Linked DNA regions of Zea mays: region 2 is linked to region 1. The links are chromatin contacts, called in public Hi-C maps. All regions are on one chromosome and are shown on one strand. Each heading gives the region's core, a stretch centred on a gene start, on an enhancer-like site or on the middle of the called end of the contact. The rest is flanking DNA. Distances are from core to core; before and after follow the strand shown.

The links. Hi-C and Micro-C count contacts between places; a contact is called where the count stands out from the background.
Region 2: a contact with region 1 is called in a Hi-C map of leaf, with 4 times the contacts expected there. The contact joins the promoter of LOC103640860 here to the enhancer-like site in region 1. A contact is called at or near these places in 3 of 25 Hi-C or Micro-C datasets (ear and leaf).

What each region holds. Positions count from the first base shown.
Region 1 is chr10:11,804,228-11,807,245 of Zm-B73-REFERENCE-NAM-5.0, reverse strand. No RefSeq gene overlaps it. Among protein-coding and RNA genes, the nearest start is that of LOC103642304, 12 kb to the left of the region's middle. Within about 2 kb of position 1,490, at least 7 of the 20 cell types and tissues checked have an H3K27ac peak or open chromatin away from gene starts, as enhancers often do. A contact at or near this core is called in ear and leaf, where this site is marked.
Region 2 is chr10:12,083,343-12,086,360 of Zm-B73-REFERENCE-NAM-5.0, reverse strand. LOC103640860 (laccase-25-like) reads left to right here and starts at 1,610. Exons shown (of 4, transcript NM_001323270.1): 1 at 1,610-1,818; 2 at 1,962-2,116; 3 at 2,302-2,681; 4 at 2,773-3,018. The coding sequence starts at 1,702.

The DNA.
Region 1 (3,018 bases), core at 241-2,740:
TACAGCACACCTTGGCAATAATGGAGGGGAAATAGTTAAGGAAAACATCTGAATTCCATGTAATATTGCATAGGTAGGAGCAATCAACACACTATTTATCTATGTTGTTTTATCTCTGAAACTTCTAATTTCGTACGTGGACGACAGGCGTGAATCAACTACAAAAACAAAGTGGAGGCATTATAGAAGAGCATAAAAAATACAGCACACCTACCTACATGGAGGCAATAATAGTGGGAAAATAGTAAGCAAAAAAAACATATGAATTCTATGTGATTTCCCTTCTAACAGATATGTTAACAGGAACATGGATAGTACATACTCCCTCTGTTCCAATATATTGTTCGGTTTAGCTTCTTATTTTTGTCTCTATATTTAAATGGATAGCAAAAAAAAATCTAGACATACACATATAATAATACATCAAATAATGTATCAATCCATTAACACTCTAAAATAAAAAAACTTTGTAGTTGACAATTTTTTGATTTGAAATCATCTTGTCATTGAAAAATTCGTGTGAAGTTTTCAAATTTAAAATTCAAATTTTGTAAACGATCTCGAATGTAGAAACTATTAAAATAAAACTTGTAGATCTCAAAAAGTTATGCAACTTTATAGTTGGTCACATTTTCAAATGAACTCATTTAGTGCCTTAAATAATCAAATTACTCTCGGTTTGTTATAGTATATGGGGAATGAAAACGTAATATAAACATAATTGGTGTAGTAGTGTAGTGGTATAGGAGGGTATGCGCGAGAGAGAGGTTGACGAGTTCAAATTTCATCATTTACAAAACATATAAATTTGATTCAAAATAATAGTGAAAAATGATAGGGCAATGAGTAAGGTAATAGGTAGGGTTGGAGAGTTATGTTCCTAGACTTTAAAAAAATGTTTTGTTGTTTTTTTTATTTTTTCGATTCTTAATTTGCCGAGTGTTTTTCTTTGCCGATAAAATATTTGTCGAGTATTCTTTGCCGAGTGTTACACTCGGCAAAAGATTTACAGAGTGTAAAATAACATTTACCGAGTGTCTTAGACACTCGGCAAAGAACGTGATTTCCGTAGTGAACAAGTAAAAACCAAAGGCTTGTCTACACTATGCGTTCATAGTTATTGCAAGTCTTTTGAGGGGTAAACCAATTTAAGTTTTCCAATGTGACATAATTAAAGAGACAAAAAAGCATATGTGATTTGGGCGACCAGTAAAAAGCAAAAGCCGATGTACATTATGCGCTCATAGTTCTTGTAAGTCTTTTAAGGAGAAAATGTATTTAGGGTTTCCAATGTGACATAAAAGAGAAAAAAACCATCTATACCTTCCGTTGTAGTTGGAGGAAAAAGGGACCAAAAAAGCATGTGTGATTTCTAGTGTAGATGGAGAGTGCATTGCTAAGATTCGAAACAATTGCAGCATACGGCGGTTACGTGTACGGCTTTGATGTGAAGTAGTGCATAGACGTGCGGCTAAGATTTTTTAGCCAACGTGTAGTGTGTGTATGTGGAGGAAGCCGTATCAGCTAAGGCTGATATCAAGTCAGCTTGCTCCGCTCGTCCAAGTTTGCTAGCTCGGCTGTTTAAGCTAACTAGTCATAAAGTCAGCTGACTCCGCTCGTTTATAAGTTCGAACTAGTTCATTTAGCTCTCGAACCAGAGCATGAAAAAAATAATATATATATATATATATAATAATCATTTTCAAGTTAATTTTAAATTTATTTAACAATAGAAAATAGTAATTATACTTATAGTTTCACGGACCATATCAATATAACACTGAATTAACTCAACTCATCAATTCACAATTCACACACATGCTTATCAGTTTAACACACAATTATATTTACATAGATTAATTTAACATATAGACATAGTTTATCAAGCATTAATTTAACTCATAGGCTATAAACATCACACATACATATAACGCATTCATCAATTATTACGTAAACGATATGTATATAGCTTCGTTTTGATGAAATGTGATAGACCAAGACAAACCGAGCTAGCTTGTTAACAAACCGAGCTGAGCAGCTCGTGACAAAACTTGAAATGAATCGAACGAGCCGCGAGTCACGAGCATTTCGTCGAGCGTTATCGACTTATCGGCTTAATAGAAAGAAATATATGAATATTTTTTAATACAGAACTGTTGGAAGTCAAATTAAGCAGCGCGGACAGTCCGGCGCTGAGGCCGGACGGTCCGCGGTCCGGACAGTCCGCGGTGGTGGCGCGGACGGTTCGCGCGCGCGCAGAGTCAGTTAGGGTTCCCAGTTTCTCGCAAGATTTGTTACCTAAAACCGCGGGATTAACTCGGGAAACAGTTGGAAACGGATCCAGACCTCCCCCTTTATATAGATGAAGGGCTACGGCCGATTGAAGCCCCATCAATCGAACAAATCAAGTCCATTTCTCGTTTTTACCTTACGCATTAGGAATAGTTTTAGTCTAGTTCTAGTTTAGCTTTTCAATCTCCAAATTCTCCGCCTCTCTTCGACTCTACGTCGATTGGAGGAGTCTAGGTCGGCCTGCCGAGCCTAGACAACACCTAAGATCTCTCCTCCCCGACGGGGTCCCTCCCGGGAGCGAGATTCAGGCGCCGCCGGCGACCTTCGCCACCCCCTGCGCACGCGCGGACCGTCCGGCCTGTAGGCGCGGACCGTCCGGCCGTCAGGCAGGGAACCTTTGCCCCTGCTCCAGGTCGCGGACCATCCGGTCCCTGGTCGCGGACCGTCCGCGCCTGTGCAGAGAGCACCGCCGGCGGTTCTTGTTGAGTGTTTGGCACCCGAAAAAGGTGTCAACATACTTTTGGCGACTCCGCTGGGGAAGGTGTTTAGATCTACTAAAAATCAGGCCCTCAAATGGCCGGTTCTAAAGATCACACCGATATCTCCCCGGACAATATCCTGAAGCCGGCTGTTGAAAGTCTGACGGCCGATGAGCAACAGCAATACGAGGACTACATGCGTCAAGCGAGGGAGAAATTCTTATCACAATACACGGTGGATCGCCAC
Region 2 (3,018 bases), core at 361-2,860, 280 kb before region 1:
ACAAACAATATTATATTCAATTCATACTTCTAACTTACAATTTTAAGTTAGTGTCCACTACCTTAAACCTTTTCGTAATTGAATGTGTAGTCTAACTTTCTCTCCTTATTCATAACATTTCCACTGCTTCCACTCGATACATCTAGTGATCTCAATGGAACAACGCAATGTACACATCTTTGACTCCATGAGGAAGCCAGACATATAGTTACAAGAAGTCATGGACCTTCTTAACGTGTAATTGTTACCATTCGAACTTAACTTCATAATCCTCTAAATGATTTGATCAAGCACCAAGGATCAATCATTTTAGTTATGGGGGCATGGACATGGCTAAAAATAGCCTAGACTAAAGAAACTATTTAAGCTTATGCCAAACTTTTCTGTATGTATGAAGCGTGTACAACTCTCAAGTTATTTGTCAATAATAATCCATAACTTTTTCCCAGTTTTAGTATTTCACACAGTAAAAGGAACGATCTTTGTAGATATTATGTTTGTGGATTTATTCATACCGTCGTAGGTAACAAGTTAGTAGCAAAGATATCAAGATATGCCAATAATATTTACGATAATAATATTGATTTCACGATAATAAAGCAGCTCATCTTTGCATTTAATATAATATTATTTTTTATTAATGTTTTTGGCAAATCAAAGTTGATGACGACGAAGGAAGATCTACTCCCTTCGGAAAAGATTGAAGCAATTCAATAACAACTAATAGGATTCATGTATACCGATATCGTATAAAAACGGAGAGTTCTATTAAGATGAATGAAATCTCCTAGCCCTCTCATAAAACCTAGAGGGTGAACATTGAGAATATAGAAATGAAGAAATATTATACATTTGTATATAGTATTATTGCTATTCATTTAAATATAGACATACTACTTTTATTATTCGTCCATATATATTAGCGTGAGCGCATCCGCGTGGCTGGCGCCAGACCCCTTTAGCACTGCAAATAAAAAGCCTCTCTTCAGTACCGAGCTGTACAAATGGAACCAAAGATCAAGGCTTTTATGTAGTGTATCTCTGATGTCCCATTCTTATTGCATTAACCATTGACATTATGTAGTGACAATATATTAGTGTCACCAATCTTACTTGTCAAACGTACCCAATTAAAATAGGAACAATTGGATCTATACCATTAAAAGATCCAAACTTTAGATATATACCATGGACCTCACATGTCATTGACTCATGTGGACCCACATGTAAGTGAGATAGTAATGGTATGGATCCAAAGTGGTGATCTTTTAATGGTATGGATCCAAATTTCCCATTAAAATACTAGTGCAGAATCGAGGAAAGATGGTCTCATCTCATCTCTACAGAGCAATGCAAAATTCGTCCCGTTTATTAGTAGTGTGTATCTCTGAATTCTGATGTCCCTTGTGTTACCAAAACTGTCACCTTTGAATGGAAGGAAGACGCACATGCTAATTAGAACACTCAAAGGCAGCAGGAACCTTACGTGTTCCAACTGACTAGAGTAACCAGGCAGCCTGAGAATCTATCCATCCATCCATCCATACGTCCCGGCTATATAGAGAGCCTCTTGCTCATGAACTCTCTCACCCAAAACCACTCGATCATCGAGCATACGATCGAGAGATCATCAACCAGATCTTTAGCTGTTCTGTGTGTCTTTGGCCATCGTCATTGCTAGCTAGCTCAGGGGGGCTGGGCATGGCTCCTCGACCTTGGTTGTCACCACTGGCTTTGCCTCTTGGTCCCAGCGTCGCCTTGTTGGTGCTTGCTTGTTGCTGCGTTGCTGAAGCTTCGATCGTGGAGCACACCTTCAATGTAATTCATTCATGAGTCTAACATACATACATGCATGCATATGCATACATGTGTCAGTTTTGCTCGCATTTGGTTCGTTTCATGGTCGTTGTATAGCACGTACGAGGTATATATGTAAGAGGAGGAGCTTGATCCTTTGCCAGGTCGGAAACCTTTCCGTGAGCCAGCTTTGCCAGCCGCCGCGGGTCATCACGGCGGTGAACGGGCAGCTCCCAGGCCCGGCCATCCATGCCCGCGAGGGAGACACTGTGGTCGTCCACCTCGTCAACCAGTCGCCCTACAACATCACAATCCACTGGTACGGACTTTCTCGCTGTCATATAGGAAGATAGAGATTCGTACAAACCACTGCAATGTTAGCTAGATACATACAGCCAAAAGCAGCAAGCTCCAGTGAATCATCTCATCACAGGGCCGCCGCCAAAAGAATCCTGTTCTGAATTCTGCTCCTTGCTGCGTTGTGTACTTGTGTGTGCTTTGCAGGCACGGCATATTCCAGCGCGGCACGCCGTGGGCGGACGGCCCGGCGATGGTGACGCAGTGTCCGGTCAAGCCGGGCGGCAACTACACGTACCGCTTCAACGCGACGGCGCAGGAGGGGACGCTGTGGTGGCACGCCCACATCTCCTTCCTCCGCGCCACCGTGTACGGCGCGCTGGTCCTCCGCCCCCGCGCCGGCGCCGACGCCTACCCGTTCCCCAAGCCGCACGCCGAGGAGACCGTCGTCCTCGGCGAGTGGTGGAACGACAACGTCTACGACCTCCAGCAGATGGCGTTCCTCACCGGGCTCCCGGCGCGCAGCGCCGACGCGTACACCATCAACGGCAAGCCTGGAGACCTGTACAACTGCTCCGACGGGAACCGTACGTATATATATATATATATATATATATATATCCATGCATCATCAAACCATTCAAATAAACCATTCGTGACGACGAGTACACCGTGCAGAGACGTACCGGTTCCAGGTGCGGAGCAACGAGACGTACCTGCTGCGGATCATCAACGCCGCGCTCAACACGCCCCTGTTCTTCAAGGTGGCGAACCACAGCTTCACCGTGGTGGGCGCCGACGCGGCCTACACGACGCCGTACGAGACGGACGTGGTGGTGGTGGCGCCGGGGCAGACCGTGGACGCGCTCATGGTGGCCGCGCGCGCCGGCGGCCGCTACTACATGGCGGCGTCGCCCTACGACA